2 separate regions of the Mus musculus genome follow, and region 2 is linked to region 1. A link is a contact called in public Hi-C data. All regions are on one chromosome and are shown on one strand. The core of a region is the stretch at or near the end of the contact, and the rest is flanking DNA. Distances in the headings are between cores, read along the strand shown. Region 1 overlaps St6galnac3 (ST6 (alpha-N-acetyl-neuraminyl-2,3-beta-galactosyl-1,3)-N-acetylgalactosaminide alpha-2,6-sialyltransferase 3). Region 2 overlaps St6galnac3 (ST6 (alpha-N-acetyl-neuraminyl-2,3-beta-galactosyl-1,3)-N-acetylgalactosaminide alpha-2,6-sialyltransferase 3).

Region 1 (6,771 bases), core at 2,151-4,650:
CCATCTATTTGCCTTTCTGTTCCATATCAACTGGGGTTTGTAGAACCCTGTGCAACACGGCTGGGGATGTACCTTAATAGCAGAATGCTCATCCTGCTTGTGCAAGAGCCGGAATTCCAACCCCAGCGCCATAAAACAAACAGTAAGCAAGTCCTGTGTACTGAAGATTCGTGCCTTACTGAAGTTCTCAACAGCTGCTCAGCGGAAATAAAGTTCATCTGCCATTAATTTTCAGTGTCTGCTAAGAGAAAGAATGTGCCTCTTCTGTAGGAGACATGGATTAGATTTTAAGAAGGCTATATGATAATGGAACAGTAAATTCTTCAATACCCAGTTGTCAGATAGGTTTCATTAAATTGCAAATATCAGATTACATTTTTAATTATTTCAGACTCGCGCTGGGAATTACACCACAATTGCAGGATACAGAAAAGACAAGGCTTAGGTTCTCTATTGCCCGACTCCAGGCTTCCGCACAGAGCTTCATAAGGGATATTTCAGCTATAGAGTTAATACTTATTTCCAATCGGAGTGGAGAGATCCAAAAAAGAAAAGCCCTCTGTAGACACACTTGTATGTTCAAGTTCATGTTTAAAGTTAATGATTTTAGTAGGCACAAAACAGCGAATAATAATGTGTTTATTTAAAGTTTCAAACTAGCTAGAGATTGATTCTCTGTGATCCAAGAAGCCTGCATGTGGAAGTGTCGTGCCCAGCCCAGAGTTTCATCCTTGACTGGAACTTGAATGAGTCATGGAATATATGTGCACAGTTCTGTTTCATCTGGAACACACACACATGCACACGCGCACACACACGCACACACGTGCACGCACACACACGCACGCATGCGCACACACGCGCACACACGCGCACGCACACGCACACATATGCGCGCGCGCACACACACACACACACACCCCAGTACCTATCATGAATAGGAAGTATGAGGTTTAAAGATTGTTTATGTGTCAGTAAGTGTTGGGTGCATGTCTCCTGTGTAACAGACACAGTCCCACCCTGCTGCATGGATGGCTTGGAAGGGGAAACGGAATAATACAGATGAATGAATCAATGTGATTATAGGTAGGTAATGGCTACTAAAGGAAGATGCTCAATGCTAATGGAACATATTACAGGTGACTTAATTCAGTCTTCTGTCTTGATGTGCTTTCTGGTGCTATGATAAGTACCGTGACTAAAAGCAGGGAAAGTCCCTTTCATCTTAGAGCTTACCATCCATCATGTCGAGAAGTCAGAGCAAGAATCTGGAGGCAGGAGCAGAGGCCATGGAGGAACACTGCTTGCTGGCTTGTTTCCATGGCTTGCTCAGTTGGCTTTTTCATAACACTGCTGTGTGTGTGTATGTGTGTGTGTGTGTGTGTGTGTGCACGCACACTGATTGTGTATACACTTACTTATGCCCAGGTCCCCTCTGAAAGGCCATCATGCAAAGGTACCAGCATCATCAATGTCCCTTCCCATTTTCCAGTTATATTTCTTTCCATCTTTCAGAAAAATCAATGTTATGAAGCAGGTCTATTCTGAACATACATGATGGTACCTATGTGGCAGACACCTACTGCATACCAGGCAACTCCCTGATCACTGGGGACACAAGGCCAGTGACATACTCTCTTTAAGGTCTTCAAGCCCTCAGTTTCTAGTGTGTTCTATCACAGATGTATACGTGAGATCAATCAATTCCGGGTTCATGGAAAACAGCCTGGTGGACTCTCACTGAGAGGATCAGTGGAAACTGCACAGAAGAGGCACTGTGTGAGCAGAATTTTATAGACAGCTAGGAAGAGCATCCATAGCCCGTGCAAGGGATCCCTGTTTCGGTGAATCCAGGGGAGCCTTGTCAAAATACCTAGAGAACAAATGTCCCTTTTGTTATGAAAATCTCACAGAAAGAGTGTGTGAAATTCCCCCAAACGGGTAAACAGACAACATATCTATTAGTAGCTTCTCTCATCTCTGAGATTAGATACCTGGCAAAAGGCAATTTAAGGAAGGGGGGGTTTGTTTGGACTCCTAGTTTGTGAGTGCACCCCATCATTCTAGGAAACCATGGTAGCAAACAGCTCCATGGCGATGTTGGCTTGGCAGCTACTTGCTGACCTCTCTGCGGATATAGAGAAATGGTAGATAATGGATGGATGGATGGATGGAATGGATGGATGGATGGATGGATGGATGGGTTGGTGGGTAGATAGATGAGAGAGGGGTGGATGAGGCTGACTCAGAAACTTAGAGACAGAGACAGATAAAGGGAGGTGAATCTAGGAAGGGCCAGGTTATAACCCTCAAGGCTCAGTCCACCCCATCCCCCAACAACTAGTTTCCTCCAGTGATGCTCTACCTGCTCCACCTTCTGAAGGTTGCAGCCTCCCCAAACAGTGTTTTGAGCCTAGAACCAGGTGTTCAGACACATGGGCCTCTGCAGGATATTGATATCCACACTACAACGCCACACACACATACAAAGGACAGCCTGCATACAGGCGGCCAGACACATGGATGGACAGAATTGGGACAGCTTTCTCACATACAGTGGAGAAGGCTCACCTTTGTTCCCCTGGGTGGCAGAAGGTAACTGAAGCATTTGAAATCTGGAATGGCACCACCATCAGTTCTTTGCTATTGGAAACTCAGGAGATTGGTGGCGCAGTGAGGCCTGCCTAGAAGAGACTCAGGTTGTCCAGAACGGAGGGGACACCAGGGCTCCAGACGAGGGTGGAGGAGAAGAGCTGAGAAAGATGACTTTCAGTAAACTTTAACAGTAATGGGTGGCTTCATGCAGCCCTGCTGGAGGGAGTGAGGGCAGGTTCTGGGTCACAGAGATGCTGCTGCCACTGAGTGAGGGAAAGGGCTGTGACAACAGATGCAGCTCAAGCGTTTGTCATCCAGTGGAGAGAGCTCTGGACCTCTTGCAGAGATTTTCTCAGTGCTGGCCTGGTACTTTCCCTACTGTTGCTACCAAAAGCTGGATATAGGAGCATCTTCAGGACAGAAGTGTGTTTGGGCTCGCAGTTGCTGGGTTCCACCTCACCATCATGGTGGGGAAAGCATGGCCCGTAGCAGGTTTGCGCCACAGCTGAGCCCTTTTCAGGTCACTTTCTCCTTCTCACTCCTAAGCAATGGACAGAGACACCCATAACCAGGGTGGCTCTCTTCTCAATTAAATCTTTCTGAAAACACCCTCACAGACACGCCCAGCGGTTTGAAATCCAGTGGGCGTGGACAGCAAAACCAAGCCATCACACACAGACAGAGAGAACAGTCTGGGTAGAGGGTGCACCAGGGCAGCTTGCTGTCCGTCCCCACGGTCTGTGTCCCAGGTTCCTGATCCTTGTTGTCCAGCCTCTGAAGACCTTGCAAACAGGTTCTGCCCGGGCATGCCTGCAGCCTGCCATTCTCACTGGACAAATTAGCTCTCATGAGCTGACCTCTTCACACCAGGGTAGGTGCCTGGAGACATCCTGCCTCTGACACTTCCCTCAGGGGCTACAGGAGTATGACCTATAAGACCTATACCTGCTAACTTGGGTTGTCAGGGACTGAAGCCTCTTACAAAGAAACAAAGAACATGGTAGCAGCCATCTGTTTTTTACTAAGATAGCTCTGCGAGCAGAAACACAGAATCTTTGTTCCCATCTTCCTGTTTCTTAAATGCATATCCGCTCGCAGTTGCTGAGAATTAAAACCGTCAATGCGATTTCTCCTAAATAATTCCCCAGGAAAACACTTAAGCCCTCCATTCATTATCTAAATGTAACTTGAGGACGGGGACAGAAGAGTTATTTCAGAGAGAAAATAATCAAGGAATCATTTATCAGTCTCCCTGCCCTTTGTCTAACAAACCTAACGAGTGTGATGTCCCTGTTGACGGGCGCTGTCAGGCCCCGCACAGAGGAGAAACAGAGGCAGACTGGGCAGCTTTTCAGACCTCAGTGCCATGTTCTCAGCAGAAGCAGGGTTATAGTGCCTACCTGGAGATGCAAGTGCCCACACCGGAGAACAGATTCTCAGCCTGGTGAGCACTTGGAAATAGATACACACTTGTCTCAGCTAGATAAGCCGGGCTCTGCTCCGTGCCTGTTGATGGTGCGTAATTTTGTAATTAGGACTTGATAGACTCAAAGGAGGTTTGTTAAACAGCTCCTTATATATATTTTATTTGCTTAATCATTTGTTTATTTTATAGGGAGGACAGCTGGTACGATGGAGCGCATGGGGGTCAGAGGACAACTTGTGGGAGTCAGTTCTCACCTTCACCATGTGGGTCTTTGAAATCAAACTTGGTCCTCGGTCTTGGTGGCACGAGCCCCTACCCTCTGAGGCATCTCGCGCTCCCTTTATTGAGCATCTCTTGACACAGCTTCCATGTTTCTTTACTGGAGGTTTCACCCACGTCCACAGTTTTAAATTTGCCACCCAATCCTTTCTCTGATACTTATTTGCCTACTTGCTCTGAAGTTCATTTCTCTTCCAGTAATCAGCCTCGGGAGTTCTTACTGTTCACGATGGTTGGGAAATCAGAGATAGACAGGAGGCTGGGCTTCTCTCAGAGCGTTCCCACGGTAGGGAACCCCTGCCCGGGTGATGTGCAGTGAGCATGCCCGTTCGGTGGGTGACAGCTGCTGGGACGGCAAAGGATGTGTTTGAGGTGGTGGTGTTTGTATGGAAAAAGTCATGTACTCATCAGGAAGAAATTCTCTCTGGATTGCCTAGACTCACATAGAGGCTCAGCAACAGCAGCAGCATGAGCCAGAACCCCTCCCGCTGTGCTTCACCCCCAAGAGGCTTGCACTGAAGGTGGCTTTCAACATGGGCTGACAGGAAACCTAAAGTGGCTGCTGATATCCTGCCACATGGCTGCATGGTTTTAGTTGTAGCACTTGGGGGAATAACATACTCTTCTGAGAAATGTAGGGAATGAAAAAAAAATCTCACACAAAAATTTAGCTATTTAAAAATGAAGCTATTTCTATGCATGGGGAACTTTTTTTTTTCTTTCAAATTAAAGGTTGGCAGTAGCATTCGTCAGTGTTACCAGTGTGACAGTCTGTGAGACCCAGTTTCCTTCAACATTGGGCCACCCTGCTAAGGGTGCGTTTGTCACTGACCTCAACGCCTGTCAGGAAAGGAAGACCTTTGAAAGTCCCAGAGACCTTGAATCCTTTCTCATCGCCTGAGGCTCTCAGAGGACCTGAGTGATTGATTATGACTCAGTCAGAAGTACTTAATTTTTTTACTACTTATTCTTTGAGATTGTGTGTTTTGGTTGTATGTGTGAGTTTGATGTCTATTTCTTTGTGTGTGTCTATGTGTATGTGTGCACATGTGTGCACACTCATTTGGAAAGATGTTTCCAGTGTGCTACACTGAGCCTCACTTCAGGGACTCTGGTTTCCCTGAAGGGGGAGTTCTCCTCACCACTATTATAAGCAGCCAGGGCTGAGAACTGGTCCACTTTTGCACCCAGTTTATCTATCCAGTTCAGATGAGCTCATGCATTCTGGACCTGGCTCGTTATCAGGAGCCTGGCAGACTTCTTAAATGTTTTGTAGGGATCTCTGTTTGGATTTTGGTTTCCCCCATGCTGCCCAAGCAAAGTTAATTACTTCCTGTGTGATAACTTACCCGAGCCTCTTTGATCTCACTTATGTGGAATTATTGTTTTTTTTTTTTTTTTTCCGGTTCTGTCTGCCTATGTAGACAGTCTTCTCTGAGGCAGAGACTGTGTGCCGTGCATATGAGAGTCTCTGCCTTGGACACAAGCTGGCACTGACAATAGCTCTGTCGGTGTCCAGGGATAGAAAGATGGACACAACACTGAAAGAAAAAAAGGTATGACGTGTGGTTTAGTATTGGCTGCAAAATGCCTCTGTAAACACTGTCAAAGATAGCTATGTAGACAAACCTCTGCTTTCTTGTACTATCACCAGTATTCATCAGAATTATGGCAGCTATCGTCCTTTTATTAAATGATTTAGACCAGTAAACTACATCTGGAAATGAGGAACATACAGAGATGGGGAGGGGGGGTAATCAAGAGTGGAGGAGCAGGCTCACTAAGCCATAATCAAGTTGAAATCACTTCAGCTGGGGAGCAGACCCACTGTGAGGCTGTCAGGACAGTCCTTAGGCCTTCTGCGATGGGTAGAAGGTATGTGCCTGGCTGGGTTTGTCCTGGTTCCACAGTCTGGGCTGGATGAAGTGCTTAGATTTCCTGTAGACCTGTCCATTCTGAATGACCATGTTCATCCTGTGAAGCCATGGGTATCGCTTCAAAGATGATTTTAACACTCATTTCCCTTTCCAACTTGCGATGGGATTTCAGAGCTTTGCTAGCCTCGCTGATTATTAGCCCTTTCTGGGCTCAGTAATGAGAAGTAAGGAAATCCATGGTTTAGCCTGAGTCAAGCAGCATAAAGTGTGGGGCTCCGGGTAGGCTTCCCCTCGTGGCCCACGAGGAAGCCTGTCAGGCACTCCTGCACAGAGCCATGGGAGCAAGAATTCCAACCAAGTCCACAGAGCCTGGACAAGCAGTCACTTTGGAGCAGGCGATGCATTTATTCAGTAAATAACCTGCTCCCCTGTGTGTGCTAGGCATGGCGATTAGATTCCGTCCCTTCCTGGTGGAAGCTCCGTCCACTTAGGAGTTGAAGATTCTCCTCCAAAGAAGCCCAGAGAAGCCCACACTGCCCTCATGTTTACCCCCCTCCAAGTATTTAAAGTCCCATTGCCCCAAGGGGATGCTAG
Region 2 (6,039 bases), core at 1,617-4,116, 150 kb before region 1:
GAAACTACTGGATACTTCATGCAAAGGCATGGTTGGGTGCGCAGTGCCATCTCCTGCCATGAACAGGTCATTTAGTGGTCCTAGAAAACTTCTCTACGTGGTTGTGGGGTTTTCTTGGGTCTTTATTGATTAGGGGTATGAGAAGATGTAGTGGGATTTTCTAGAAAGGTAGATGGTCTGTTAAGGTGGTTCTTTTTGTTGAGAATCCCATTAAAGCTTTATGAACTAAGTTGTGCATGTCCTTGTACTGATGTGAGTGTTCTGGCCTAGTCGGTCACCGTGGAAGAGCAAGGCATAGTTCCTGATTCAAGGTCACTGCCCCAACACATTTATCTTAGTTTTCCATTTCTTTTTCTTTTTCTCTTCTTTCCTATTGCTGTGATAAAATTCTTTTGCAAAAGCAACTTATGAGGGAAAGGGCTTGGTTTAGCTCATCGTTCAAGCCATACTTGGTCATGGCATCAGTAATTTGGAAGCATCTGGTCACATTACAGCCATAGTCAGAAAAAAAAAAAAAAAAAAAGCAATGACTGTCACAGGCTAGAGCTTAGCTTGCTTTCCCAACTTTTATACAGTCCAGAATCCCAGATGGGGATTGGAGATACCCACAGTGTGCAGGGCTTTCTACCTCAGTTGTCCTAATCAAGATAACCCCCCACCTACAGACACACACACACACACACACACACACACACACACACATTATCTCTCAGTTGATACTAGATTTTGCCAGGTTGACAGTTGACACCACCTGCAGCCATGTTTTGTATTTCTGTTGTGTTTATCCTCATCCGTTGGGCTGCAACAGATACCGTCAGCTCCACTTAGGAGCGCATTAGCATTGAACTTCCATCAGTGGAGCACTTCTCAGTTGTTTGTGCTCCGTGGAGATTGCCATGCCTCTGCCGCTTTCCTTCTCTTGACCTCCAGTGGGAGCCATCCAAGAGCTTAGCATCCTACCCTAGCTAGGGGAAATCGTGAGCTACTTGCAGCTCTGTCACCTGGACCAAATACAGAAAATAAGAAGAGCAGAAACTGCAGTAAAACTGGCACACCCTACTTCCCGAGCAGGTGGATGCTTGATGGGCAGAGAGTTTCTGGTGTTTCTGCTGCCAGGCACATTGTGGCTGTTCAATAAATATTAAATAATAAGAAGAATTTCCTAATTACGACGCACATTTTCCTCTATCAAGCAGATGGTGCTCTATAGGAGCGGGCCATTATTTATAAGTGTGACACAAGGTGCTGGCAATTGTATGTGAAATGCGGCTCTCACTTCAGTTGCTGGTTATATGCTACAGCAAAGTTTGATCAATATTAGTTAATGTTTTTGATTTAAAAAAAAAAGCCTGTGACTAGAGAGATGGACTTTTTGTGTCCGTGTCTGTAATCCTGCCATCGAGATGATTAATAGAGGCTTCAGCTGTAAATTCATCCCTTATAATGTGATATAAAAGGCCTCTGAGCAGGCAGCACGGTGTGAACTGCGAGTCTCGTCCCCCCTGCCTTCTATGGGAGTTTTCCTTTCAAGTCCTTGGACTGTCTCTGTGGTTGCTAAGGCAAGATGCACAGACCTCTCTGATATTCTCGTGGCTCAGAGCCATAACTGAAACCTCACAGGGACTAAGGAGAACTAATTAGGTGTTCCCAAAATACACATCATTTTATGATTTTGCACATCACCGTGATGAAAATAACAGTCTAATTCCATCAAGTCATGTAAATTATAGCGAGGGGGACGATGAGAGGCGGCAATCCTCCCTCCTTCAGAGACGTTAACTCGGTTGTCAGCACATCCACAGGTCCAGAAATCACAAAAAAGAGGCACAACTTTGTAGTGCAAGTGAGGTTTGGTGATCATCTATGGCTTCCATTTCTTTTTTTTTTTTTTTTTTTTTGAATGATATTTTTATTTTATTTTTTTTTCCATTTTTTATTAGGTATTTAGCTCATTTACATTTCCAATGCTATACCAAAAGTCCCCCTTACCCACCCACCCCCACTCCCCTACCCACCCACTCCCCCCCTTTGGCCCTGGCGTTCCCCTGTACCGGGGCACACAAAGTCTGCGTGTCCAATGGGCCTCTCTTTCCAGTGATGGCCGACTAGGCCATCTTTTGATACATATGCAGCTAGAGTCAAGAGCTCAGGGGTACTGGTTAGTTCATAATGTTGTTCCACCTATAGGGTTGAAGATCCCTTTAGCTCCTTGGGTACTTTCTCTAGCTCCTCCATTGGGAGCCCTGTGATCCATCCATTAGCTGACTGTGAGCATCCACTTCTGTGTTTGCTAGGCCCCGGCATAGTCTCACAAGAGACAGCTACATATGGCTTCCATTTCTAAAGTGCGCTTCTATGAAGGGTCTGTGCACATGCAAGCATTCAAGCGTCTGTTAGGAGCTGAGGCAGCTGCATCCCTTCTCATCAAAGATAGAGAGCATCCTGCTTACTAACACACCCACATGCACTCCTACTAAGCTCCTCTACTAAGGAGGGGCGCTCCTGGGTTTGATAGGCAGCTCAGAGAGTAGCTTCATTCATGCCTTCTGCAGATGTCTCCCGAGCACATATTCCCTGGGTGATAAGTAGGTGTCAGACATTGTCCAGATGCAGAGGCGCTGTTGATGTTTGAGACACGTTCTCTGGCTGAGGCTCTGGCATGTGTAGGCAGGTTCTCTACATCCGGTCTCACCTCCTTGTTTTTAATATTTATAAATAACACTCATCAGGATGTCAGTAGGTAGGAAGTGAAAGTAGCTGAGAAACCTGGCCAAGACGAAGCAAATCCCAGCGTGAGTTAAAAAGATGCTGCCCCCAAGGATATGCAGTGAGCCGAGATGGATTCTCGAGGCAAAAAAAAAAAAAAAAAAAAAAAAAAGAAGTCTTATGCTGAAGTCTAGGCTCTACCTCACAGATGGGCAATCCATGGGCTAGAGATTGCATCTGAATTCCCTACAGACCCGTTAGGAAATCAAGACCATGTACTTCTAAAGCCCGGCGTCTGCCCAGAATATGAACTCATAAATATGTTAGCTTAAGTAAAGCTTATGATAATGCACATGAATCATGTTCCTACTTTGAAAAGCACAGACCCCATAATTCAATACTTCTGGGACATCTCCAGATAGCTGCAGGAGTTTTCTCCTTCATTTATTCTCTTAGGCCTTGACTCAGATGACACCTTGTCAGAGAGCCCTTCCCTGGCAACACCCCCTACCACCCCTCTCTGACCTGGGCATCAAACTCCATTTTCCAGATGTCATTTACTACTGTGTGACAAGTTGCAATTTCCACTTACTCTATGAGAGACTTAGGCAAGGGCGGATGGACTCGACGCTCTATCCTGTCCTTCAGAGTGAACCTAACACACAGCATCACCCAGTCCTTGAGGGGAGTGATGTGGCTTTGAGGGATGGTAGCTCATTAACACTAGAAGCAGTGTTAGCCAGGCTCTCTTAGGATTAGATCTCTCATGCCCTGACCTAACCTAGTCCCTGAGATTCTTCGGGCTGAGGGGCATGCAATGCAGTATGCCTTGGTGTGACTTTTCCAAAGTGAACTTTATGCTTTGAATGGTGTGATTTGTGAGAAATGATGTATTTGCTAGTTAGCATTTAATTTGTTTTTCTGTTTTCCTAAATCTAAGACAAATACAATTTCCATCAGAAATTCTGGTAACTAGGGAGCCCATATTGAAACAATATAGTTCTGCTCAAAAGCCTGGAAGGCAAATGTTTCAGTCAGGTTCTGTATTGAGGGGGAAAAATTAAACTATCCCTGCTCAACTTTCTGAGATTTCATATATAGCTCAAGAATCTCCACAAACAAGTCTAGTGGGCGAAGAGAAAGGGGGGGAGGAGATGGGGAGCTAAAAATGAGTCCAGCGCATTTATTTTACAGGCAAGAAAAGCTAAGATCAAAACAAATGTAGTGACTCTGCCAGAAGTCCATGCATTTCTGTGGGGCTTTGCTCCAGGAACCTCTGCCAGGCTGGTATACTGCTCGCTGGCTGCTGTGCCTCCCCCACTCTGGACACCCACGGCAGTGTGGTCCACTGCTTCCTTGTGAAGGATCTCCTATGGCCTTTTAGCCCGAAGAGTCTCAAGGACTAGAACCTGGGGCTCTGATTTTGTCCATTCTGTGGCATGCCATATATATATATATATATATATATATATATATATATATATATATATATATATATATACACACACACACACATATCCATTTGAGTATGTTGTTCTGGAAACAGAAAAAAAGAGAGGATTTAAATCATATTATCAAATAATTCTAGACCATACCTTCTGAGCGCTTGGAACAGTGTCTTTCCTCAGGGAAGGACACTGGTCACGTAGATGAGGGTGGGGTTTGGGGGGGGGGCACTTGTTAGATTTTTATCAGCTTGACAGAAGCTGGGTCATCTGGGAAGTGGGAACCTCACATAAGGAATTGCTTCTATCTGATTGGCCTGTGGGGGTGTTTATTTAATAGTTGATAGGGGACCAGCCGGTTCTCAGCAGGTGGTCTTGGATGGTGTAAGCAAGCAGTCTGAGTAGGCTATGGAGAGTAAGCCCTAAGCAGTGTACCACTGTGGCTTCTATCTCTGCTTCTGCTTGAGGTCCTACCTTGGCTTTCCTCAATGACAGTTACGTACGTATGTGTGTGTGTGTGTGTGTGTGTGTGTGTGTGTGTGTGTGTGTGTGTGTGTGTGCTCATGCCAAATGAACACCTTTTTTCCCAAGTTGCTTTTGCTCAAGATAAGAAAGTAAACTAGGGCATAATAGACACAAAGGCACATAAGATAAGCCCCTTTGAAAGCTGGAATTTAAATCTTTGCAGTTTGAAGTTCCCTCCAGAAACCATACCCGCCTGTGGGACTTTCAATGAGAAGAGTCGCCAGAGGCTTCTGTATCTCAGCACTTAAGTCTCCAGTTAGCGACACTGTACAGATGTGACTGGGCCTTCAGAAGGCACAGATGTCCTGAGGACAGACAGGCCTTGAGAGCTTACACCCTCTTCCTACTTCCTGTACTCTGTCTGTTTCCTGTGTGTGTGTATGGAAACGTGGTCACCTTCCTGATTCCGATGCCGCCCGTACTTCCTGCTATTAAGGGACACGATCTGTCTGGAACTGTAAGATAAAATAAACACTTTCATCAGTAACTTGGTTTTAGTCATGATTGTTATCAGGACAACAGGAACTGATATGCAACCCTGTTGCATTTATGGGAGACGCACAGTTTCACAGGGCCACGGTGTACCTTACAACTGAGTAAGGCAGCTGCCAGTTGCCAGCTGCCAGGTGTCATCAGGCTGGACTCCGAACCCCTGATGTGTCTCTCAGAACAAATACAGTCAGATTCTTTTCTCAGAGAACGTGGCGGAGGCATGATACTTCAGAGGGACACTGCTAGTTGTTTTAAAAGACCCACAGAGTGATGACTCCCCTACGTTCCGACTCAGGAGAGGTGACACTCCAAATCACTCACAAGAAACAGTCTTGATGCAAACCGCAAGAGGACTTTTATTCCAGGAGTGCTCTGGGGCCCATAGTTGTACACCATGTGGGGGAGGACTGTGGAGCCCCGAGTAGCTGGGGAAGAGGGTATTTAAAAGAAAAAAAAACACAACTCGAGGGGGTGGGGAGGGTGTTATTGGAAAATACCAAAAATACCAGTTAAGAGTCTCGAGGAAGTGGAAGTAACAAGAATACCTGGTAATTGTGTGGTTATTTCTCAAGACAGTTTCTATGAGCCTCTAACAATAGCAAATTTGCATAGTGGGTTCCATGAACAGTCAGGGTGACTTTTTTTTTTTTTTTTTTGGAACAAACACTCCCTGAACCCAGGAAGTAGGTGAGTGGAGGAATGTCACTATCTGTTTCATGATTAGCATGCCTTGGAGCATTGAGTCACAAAGGTCACATTCTCAAGCCTGGGCCTAACTAAAGGCCTACTCTTTTTGTTTTTATGTTATACTTTTTCAGTTTTCCTTAGGATCCTTACCTCAGTGATGAGATCTGGATCAAGTCTCAGTGGA

What was found. A called contact is a pair of places that touch in the nucleus more often than the background predicts.
Region 2: a contact with region 1 is called in a Hi-C map of the N1E-115 cell line, with 2.3 times the contacts expected there. The contact joins two enhancer-like sites. A contact is called at or near these places in 2 of 484 Hi-C or Micro-C datasets (the N1E-115 cell line and nephron progenitors), 1 of 115 datasets of contacts at active chromatin or transcription factors (neural progenitor cells) and 1 of 9 other capture datasets (embryonic stem cells).

The regions. Positions count from the first base shown.
Region 1 is chr3:153,239,385-153,246,155 of GRCm38.p6, reverse strand. All of the region lies in intron 3 of St6galnac3 (ST6 (alpha-N-acetyl-neuraminyl-2,3-beta-galactosyl-1,3)-N-acetylgalactosaminide alpha-2,6-sialyltransferase 3), which reads left to right. Among named protein-coding and RNA genes, the nearest start is that of Gm52634, 14 kb to the left of the region's middle. Within about 2 kb of position 3,400, at least 39 of the 459 cell types and tissues checked have an H3K27ac peak or open chromatin away from gene starts, as enhancers often do. A contact at or near this core is called in the N1E-115 cell line, where this site is marked.
Region 2 is chr3:153,393,433-153,399,471 of GRCm38.p6, reverse strand. The region is part of intron 3 of St6galnac3 (ST6 (alpha-N-acetyl-neuraminyl-2,3-beta-galactosyl-1,3)-N-acetylgalactosaminide alpha-2,6-sialyltransferase 3); the gene reads left to right. Among named protein-coding and RNA genes, the nearest start is that of 1700012D16Rik, 98 kb to the right of the region's middle. Within about 2 kb of position 2,866, at least 6 of the 459 cell types and tissues checked have an H3K27ac peak or open chromatin away from gene starts, as enhancers often do. A contact at or near this core is called in the N1E-115 cell line, where this site is marked.